Regions from separate parts of the Anas platyrhynchos genome. Here region 2 is linked to region 1. Evidence: chromatin contacts called from public Hi-C data. All regions are on one chromosome and are shown on one strand. Each heading gives the region's core, a stretch centred on a gene start, on an enhancer-like site or on the middle of the called end of the contact. The rest is flanking DNA. Distances are from core to core; before and after follow the strand shown.

Region 1 (3,912 bases), core at 212-2,711:
TTGCCCAACAGTCTTGACTGGAATGAGGACAAATCTACTGCCACCTTCTCATATCACACCAACCCTTGCTGAAACCAACACAGACCTCAGCAGGAGTTTCTGGAAGTTGCTGAATATGTGGGCAGAATAAAAAGATCCAGAAACAATTACAAAAAATACTGAACAACATAGCAAAGCATACCGTGTAAGTGCTGTTCTGTGACTAACCGAAAATGCAAGCTTAGGTGAATGATGCATTTTTCACTTTTGTCTGAACGTGAAATCTGTACTTCAACGTGTTATATTAAGGAACAGACCTAGACTACACGCATCAGAGCCTGACCCAAACGTAGCTGTTATTTAATCAAGTGTATCCATACATACTGATAAATAATAACTTCTCAGGGGCTCCCTGGCTCACCCTACAGCAGTCACCTCAATAGTGGTGACATTGAGCTGAACCTAGAAGGGCACAGTTTCTCTCACCAGGTCGTAAGTGGAACCTACGCAACAAACTCAAGTATAAAAGGACTAAAGTTAGCCTGCCTAAAGTTAGATGAGACCAACCCTGCCACAGGAGACAGCACTGACTGTATGTGGGGTTAAACCAGCATACAGAACCAGGAAGCAGCACAATAAAGGACAGATCAGGCCAATCTCCTATCTAATGAAATGGCAGTCTATCTTTGTGAAATGGAGGCCATAATCTCAGCAAAGCCGTAAACAGATTACAAGTAAGTTTCGGTTAAAAAAAAAAAGTGTAAAAAACAAATTTTATTTATTTATTTATTTAGGGCAAGAACGTTATTTTGTTCAAGTTAATTTTGGTACCCATCTGTCGGCTTACGTACTTCTGAAAACTGTGAAGCACTGCACGAGGCGTTTCAGTTTTTGGAAAAGGCGATGCTGGCAGCTCGGACTGTTGTCTCTCTCTTTTTATTCGAGTGCCTTCTGACAATTGCCGCCTGAATGCCGCCTTTCACCACCACAAAACAAGAAGCTGAGCGTTTAGGAGCGCCAGCCACCGGGCAGGGACGCACTGCTGCCGCGCGGGACAGAAACCCACCGAAACCCACCACCTGTCCCAAAAGCAAAGCCCAAACTCTCCCGAAGCCACCCAAAACCGCTCGCCACGATGTCACCGTGCCTCAGAGAGGGGCAGGACAGGGGGGCACCCTCCCAGCGCGGCGCAACACACCCGGGGCACCGCGACCCCCCCGGGCCACCCTGAGGCAGAGCGGGGCGCGGTACCCCCCGGCTTTCCCCAACCCATCCCCGCAGCCTCCAGCTCCCTGCTCCCGTCCTCCCGCGGATGCTACTCACAGGAACCGGGGGCGACAAGCAGCAGCAGCACGCAAGCAGCACAGCCCCAGAGCCACATGGCCGCGGAGAGAGCCGGAGGGCGGCAGCGGGCTCAGCACGCCAGGCGCTGCCGGGGCCGGGCCGGGGCGGGGCGGGGCGAGGGGCGGCGGCCATTACAGGGCGCCCCGCCCAGCCCTGCCTCAGCGCTGGGCATGGGAGCGGGTTGGGGGCTGTGGTGGTTTGGGGTTGGTGTGGGGGGTGCTGAGAGAGGAGCTGAGAGAGGAGAGGAAAGAGGGGAGTGGCCTTTTACGGTGCTAGAGTAATAGTGCTGTGAGTCTGTGAGTGGTAGGGGAAGCAGGAGCCGAGTGCTAGGAGTGCTACATGCGTGTCTTTCAGTTATTGATATAAATAAATGCCTTTTCTGTGTGTTGTTTTAATAACTCTCGAGTCTCAGTGGTGAACTTGGGTCTTCCTCTGCTGTTGGTAATGCCTGTCTCAATAATGTCTACTCGTCCGTCTTCTCCGCAGCTTACTGTGCTTCTTCCTAATGCGACTGCCTGGCTGCTCGCAGTGGGTAACAGGGTACAGGTCACCCATCGTACAGACAGATCGTGTTTAATGCAGTTCTGTAACCTGAGTGGAGGCCACAGAGCTATCCTAAAATTTCCCTACATACCTGGAAAAGTTTTACACATCGTTAACAGCAAAGCTACAAAATTGACTGCAAGGGCCATAAAGTAAAAGAACTGTTCATGTCTGCTACCATATATGTTTTCTTGCATGCTACTAACGTAAGGTTGGTGTCAGACACTGTAAAGGAAATTTATGAATGTGTTCTTAAGTATCAAAACAGCTAGAAAAGCCTTCATTAAAGGAAAAACAACTGTGTGCTGCTACAAATTGCATTCTAAAAAGCTGGAGAAAAATACTTTCAATGTGGGTGGTTGTAGCATCCTCATCAAGGTCACAGGAGGATGTTTAGCATGCATCACTACATTTATGTTCCCTGTGGCACAAAGATATTTGCATGCCAAGCCAAAGAGAGAAAGGGACTGGCCTCAGAGCAGAAAGGCAGGTGGTGACATTGTACCGAGGCATAGACCTGGGTCACTTCCTTATGACGGAGTTACCCTTTCACAACCATTTTGTCTGTAAGTCTCAGCAAGAGAGTGGTAAACTAAAATGTTGAATAAAGGCCTTGCATTTGGTGAAAGTAGATGATATGTGTTACACTTTGGGCATTTTCTTATGTCTTTGTTTTGCGTTGCTTCCCATGTAGTTCTCCTGAATGAGGCAACTGAAGAGCAACGTGAACCTTTTGCCTGTGAATTTTCTGAAATGATTCTCCAAAGCTTTTCTTTATCTTGGCAGTAGGAATAACAACTGCTGCTAGCCTAACTCCAGTAAAGCTAATAATACGTATGTTATGAAGTATAAGGGCTTGTGGTTATAGAAGCAAAGCTTGTAATAAGAGTTTTTTATTAATCTAACATGTATTTAGAGGATAAAGGTATTAATTATGTAAGTTCTCCTTCAGCTCTTGCACAACTCTGGCAAACATCAGGTTTAGAAGAGACTGGAAACAACTTATTTTGGGACTAGCCTAATTAACATTGCTCAACTTGTGTATCTGCAGGAGAAGAGTAGTCAAAATACACAGAACAAGAAGAAGTCATAGACTTGTGGAAGACAGAAACATAACTCTGGTAGAAGCGATGAGTTAGCAGGAACTGAGATGTGCTGAAAAGTAGCATGAGCTCTGCTGTGTAAAGACAGAGAAGGTGGAAAACTTGGTGTTTGTCATTTTGGCTTGATCCAGCTCCATGTGATGTTCATAGTCCTGTGGGAAGTGATTTTCTGACAATATATCTGGGGGTAGCTGAGAGCTGTTCATGTGCTGAGAAGAAAGAAAAGTTCTGGGAAAATCTAGTGAAAGTTACCATCTTCTTTTGGTACATGGTGTAATAAATGATTTCTCATCTAGATTCCCAAGTAAAAATAGGTGAGGGTTTTCTTTTTTTCTCTTCCTACATTTGTATGTGGTATTCCATGTCAGGGAGCAGTAAGAACAGGACTAGCCCTAGTGTAAGTGACGGGTGCCATGGGTGACCGCGGCACAGGCAGGACCTGAGCAGAGTGGTTCCAGGTGGTCAGCCCTGGTCTCAGATGAGCCAAGGTGATGAGCCTGATCCAGGGAGCCCAGCTGGGAATGGCAGGAGGTGGCTCAAAAACAAAGCTATGACATAGGTCTAAGGTCAGAGCAGGGGACAGGGCAGAACATAATGCTGTCCCCCTTGTCAGTCACTAAGGGTGGCTGGGGACAGGCACAGCTATCAGGTAGGTCTAGCAAGGACTGATGGCCCAGGCCTGAGTTGAAAGATGATGCTCATGGATGACTGAGCAGAGGGCATGTGGATGGAATTTCCAGGCGAGGCTGGTCAGGGTTTGTTGGTATCAGTTAAGGATCAGTAGTGCACTCATGGCCCTGATGTTCAGGCAGGTGTGGAACAACATTCCATAGGCTGTCATCTCTCCTTGTCACAGCTGTCTTCCTCTCAAGATCTTTGAGTAATATCAATAGTGCACTTTCCTCTTATGTAGCAGTTTTTCCATGCAGATCAGAAAACTTTA
Region 2 (4,076 bases), core at 830-3,329, 45 kb before region 1:
CCAAGGGAGGCCTGGGAATTGCAAGGTCACAGATGCTGGGTTGTGAAACTGCTGAATGAATCAGGCAGGAGCAGGTTTGTTTACACAGAAAGCTGGTACACAAACAGCTGGGCAGCGCAGGACGAGGAGAGATGAAATGCAGACACTGTGCTCTAGCCAGAGCTTAGATCAAATATGCTTTCTAAACAGGCTCAGTAATAGATTTCCCAGATGTTGAGAACCAGATGTAAAAGATTATTTATGTGCTTACAAATTGAACGTTGCAAAGCCAAACTTTAGGGAGCTTCCCATGCAGAATGGAAGCTGGACCCCGTGTTAGGTACCCACCTTCCCTGTGTGCAATGTTAGGAGGACTCAACTACCTCAGAGGGATACAAAACGCCAGCTTAAAGAGTGAGAGCTATCTGATACAAGGCTGTTTGGTGAGAAACCTCTTGGAATGAACTGGCAAGAAGTTCATAGCTTAAACATAACAGTTTGTGTTTCAGGGTTCTCACTGCCTTGCTTTACTTAGGGCCAGAGGAAGAATGGCTCAGTCTCATTTCAGAAAAGAAAAGATGGCAGAGGTTGTCATACTAGGGCATATTGCATGTGATTGAAGAAACTCATTCCATATTATTATAGATTTTGAGTAATTTCTGTGTCCCCATGTGTTCAGCTCTCCAGTCCCAAGAGCTGTGGCAGTGCCCATGTGTAAGTATGGTGTTGTGTTCTTGTAGCTGCAAACTGGTGCCATCAGCAGAAGGAGGTGACCCAGCATCAGCACTGCCATGCTGGCCCACCTGACCTGGTAGCATGCTGTACCTGGTGTGAATCCCCTCCTTGCTCTGAAGGATTTAGACCAGCACAACCAACAGGGCCAGACTACTGAACATAGATAACTTGGACTAATGCTGTGATTGATTTTCCTGTCTTACTATAGGTAGCTGGGCTGTCGAGCAGCCAAGGACTAGAGAGTGATGGACATGACTGCCTCATCTAGTGCAGGAGAGTGGCAGGCAGACAGGAGGTGGGTTCTCCCAGACCAGCTCCCTATCAAACACAGAAACAGCTACCAGGTAAAACAGAAATGGTCCTAAGGGCAGGGAGTGGAATTCAGGCCTCCAAGGTAAAGGCTGGAAATATGAGGCTGGTAACAACCAAAATGGTGGTTAGGCTCTTTCTTGCTTTCTTTAGATCCAACACTAGTTGTCTTTGGCTGCATTATTTGGACTTAGGCACTCAAATTTATTACCAACAGCTGAGAAACCTACTGTCAGACATGGCCAAGTGTTTGCTCAACCCCCAGAGGTGTGTGGGTGGCAAGTACACAGAGTTGAGAGGTGTGAAGGAGGGCAAGTACGCAGCAAAGGTTGGCAAGAACTGGAGGTTGGCGCCCTTTAACTTGTGAAGGGGATTTTTTTCTCCTTCGCTCAAAGCTGAGAGGACCTAAGATGGCAGCAGTTTCTTAAATGCTTCTATTTTAATCAGGCTGCATGTAATAAGCAAGCAACAAACATGATATGAAAAGTGGAATTTGCAGAAAATGTGTCATCTGCGCCTGCACTTGTTCCAGGACAGCTCTGCTGCCTGCAGACTTGCAGTCAAGTATCCTGAAGGACGCTTGCCATTGCTCCAAGCTTCAACTTTTGATAGACCACTTTTCAGGAGAGCTGCCTCTCCTTCCCTCCATCTTCTACACAGCCACACAGGCCCTCTCTTGGACAGGGGCCAGGTCTTTCTGGCTCTGTAGGAGAGGACACAGAGACCCTGACCTGGGCCCTCCCGTGCACGCTGCAGCCCATCATGGCTGTCCTGCTGCCAAATGCCTTCCCTTCCCTTCCCTTCCCTTCCCTTCCCTTCCCTTCCCTTCCCTTCCCTTCCCTTCCCTTCCCTTCCCTTCCCTTCCCTTCCCTTCCCTTCCCTTCCCTTCCCTTCCCTTCCCTTCCCTTCCCTTCCCTTCCCTTCCCTTCCCTTCCCTTCCCTTCCCTTCCCTTCCCTTCCCTTCCCTTCATCTCTTATCTCGGCAAACTGTAAACTCTCCAGTGCAGAGACGGCGCATGCACTTCTGGAGTAGCACAAAGGGCTCTCCAGGCTGCAGGGTAATCCAAGTAACAGATACACAACTGATAAGTCACAAGAGACAGAGCTGGCCAAAGTTCTAGGCAGGAGTATGACAGTAAAGTATTGAGAATATTGGGGGGGTTGAAGGCAGTTTTATCTAATTTAATAAACTATCTTATCTGGTACCAGGGGAAAGCAGCTCTTACGTAGCTACAGCTGCTACATGTCTTCATATATCTTTTCTGAACAGCATTAAAAACTGTTCAAGTCCAGCCAGCCACCCACAAGTTACTGCCCCAATCCCACAGAACAGTTGGGATACAAGGAACACATTGAAACATTACATTAAGTATTTTTTCTTGCCTGTGACTAGAGGAAAAACTCATTTATCCATGTAACAGGGCTTTGATTTCAGTGGAGGTACACAGCTGGCAGAAAACAGTAGGCAGTATTTGGGCTGCTTCTGAGGCAACTGAAATTCTGCATTGTGAATTGCAGATTTTATCTTTGTCTTTATATTACAGTCATCTTTGTTTATTAAAGATATTGTGTTCATATTTTCAAGTGTAACATTTTCAGAAGTGACTTTCCAGACTCCGGAACTATGTGCAGTGTAACAAAACAGACTAATTTGGTGACAAGATGTACAAAAGTTTGCCGAGATATCTGTGGATGACCATAAGAAAATGGTTGAGGACGTACCAATTAATTCACTAATAAGAACTGTAGGGTGTTAAGGTTCTTGAGACCTATTGCAGGTGATAAATAAATAATCAGGGTATTTTTGCAATTAGCCACTGGGTTGCTACTGCTGAGATGCCATATGGATAAGGGTTTAAAGCATGAGTAGTGTATGAATGTTGACTGGTGTGGAAGCTAGTGGGCACACAGGGTCACAGGCTGAGCTCCAAGGAAACATCCCCCAAAGATAAGGGAATCTTGTGTGTCTTGTCAATATATGAGAAAGGGCTGTAGGGGTGTGGGATGTATGGCTGCAGTGTTGGACTCGGGGTGGCTGATGCTGCTCTGGTCTCCAGCAGCCAGCACCATGCCATCGCCTACCCAGGGACACCTAGTTATCCAGTCTCAAAAATGACTTTTTTTTTTTTTTTTTTTTCCCTTATCTGTCCACTCGGTGGTGCTAAAACAACACCAGCCCTTTTTTTGGCATTTTCTTGCTGCCGTGCATCGGACAGAGTGTCTGGTGTCTTTGGGGGACGTTCAGGTTTTGGCTGTAAAGTTCTACCTCTGCAAACTCAATAACCAGGAAACCTGATGAGCTCCTGGGTCACTGCTCCACACCTTGGCTCTCTGTTTGCTGTGGCATAGAGAAAAGCAACACAAAGCACTCAGCATGCTTAATTACATAGCAAGAGATTAACAAACCTACAATCTTTTTCTCTGCTGTTGATTATAATTCGATTAATTTGTGACCCTGTGTTCTTTCCCAAGAAATGTGACTGAGATAGTGTTGCTACCAAAATTACTTTTGTTTTCAAAAACAGATGACCAAAAGGAATTAGTGCTCCTAGGCAAAGTTGGTGGGAAAAAATAAATAAATAATAATAATAATAATAAAAAAACAACTGGTAATCAATTGTTAAGAAAAAAAAAGATGGATGAAAAAGAAAAAAAAAATTTTTTAATCTGCAATACGTGACTCACGTGCCTCGATGTCCAGTGCTAAGCCCATCCTATATGGAGCAGCTCAGTGAGAAGGATTGGGATTTGAACAGCCAGGAAAGCTTCCTAACCCTAATTCTCAGAGTTATGATGCAAAATAGGGCAGGTGGATCCACATGTCTGAAGGGGAGGAGTCTGTGAAGCTAAAATTGGTGAGTAAACAACATATAGCCTGCGATATGATTACAGTTGTTGTAGTAACTCTTGTGGTATACGCTGTGTGGACGATTGCAGTTGTATCTCTGGACTCTGGTTTTAGGAAAAAAGTTCTCCAGACCCCCAGCAAGCCTCAGCACATGGACAGCTAATTCCTTGCAGACAAAGCTGTACTTTGTTCTTCCTCTTCACAC

The links. Hi-C and Micro-C count contacts between places; a contact is called where the count stands out from the background.
Region 2: a Hi-C map of small yellow follicle shows a contact between it and region 1, with 1.9 times the contacts expected there. The contact joins the enhancer-like site here to the promoter of TMEM123 in region 1. A contact is called at or near these places in 3 of 8 Hi-C or Micro-C datasets (liver, small yellow follicle and subcutaneous adipose tissue).

What each region holds. Positions count from the first base shown.
Region 1 is chr1:192,620,496-192,624,407 of IASCAAS_PekinDuck_T2T, reverse strand. It overlaps TMEM123 (transmembrane protein 123), which reads right to left and starts at 1,461. Exons shown (of 6, transcript XM_027468025.3): 1 at 1,303-1,461. The coding sequence starts at 1,360.
Region 2 is chr1:192,666,449-192,670,524 of IASCAAS_PekinDuck_T2T, reverse strand. No RefSeq gene overlaps it. Among named protein-coding and RNA genes, the nearest start is that of BIRC2, 12 kb to the right of the region's middle. Within about 2 kb of position 2,079, at least 2 of the 8 cell types and tissues checked have an H3K27ac peak or open chromatin away from gene starts, as enhancers often do. A contact at or near this core is called in small yellow follicle, where this site is marked.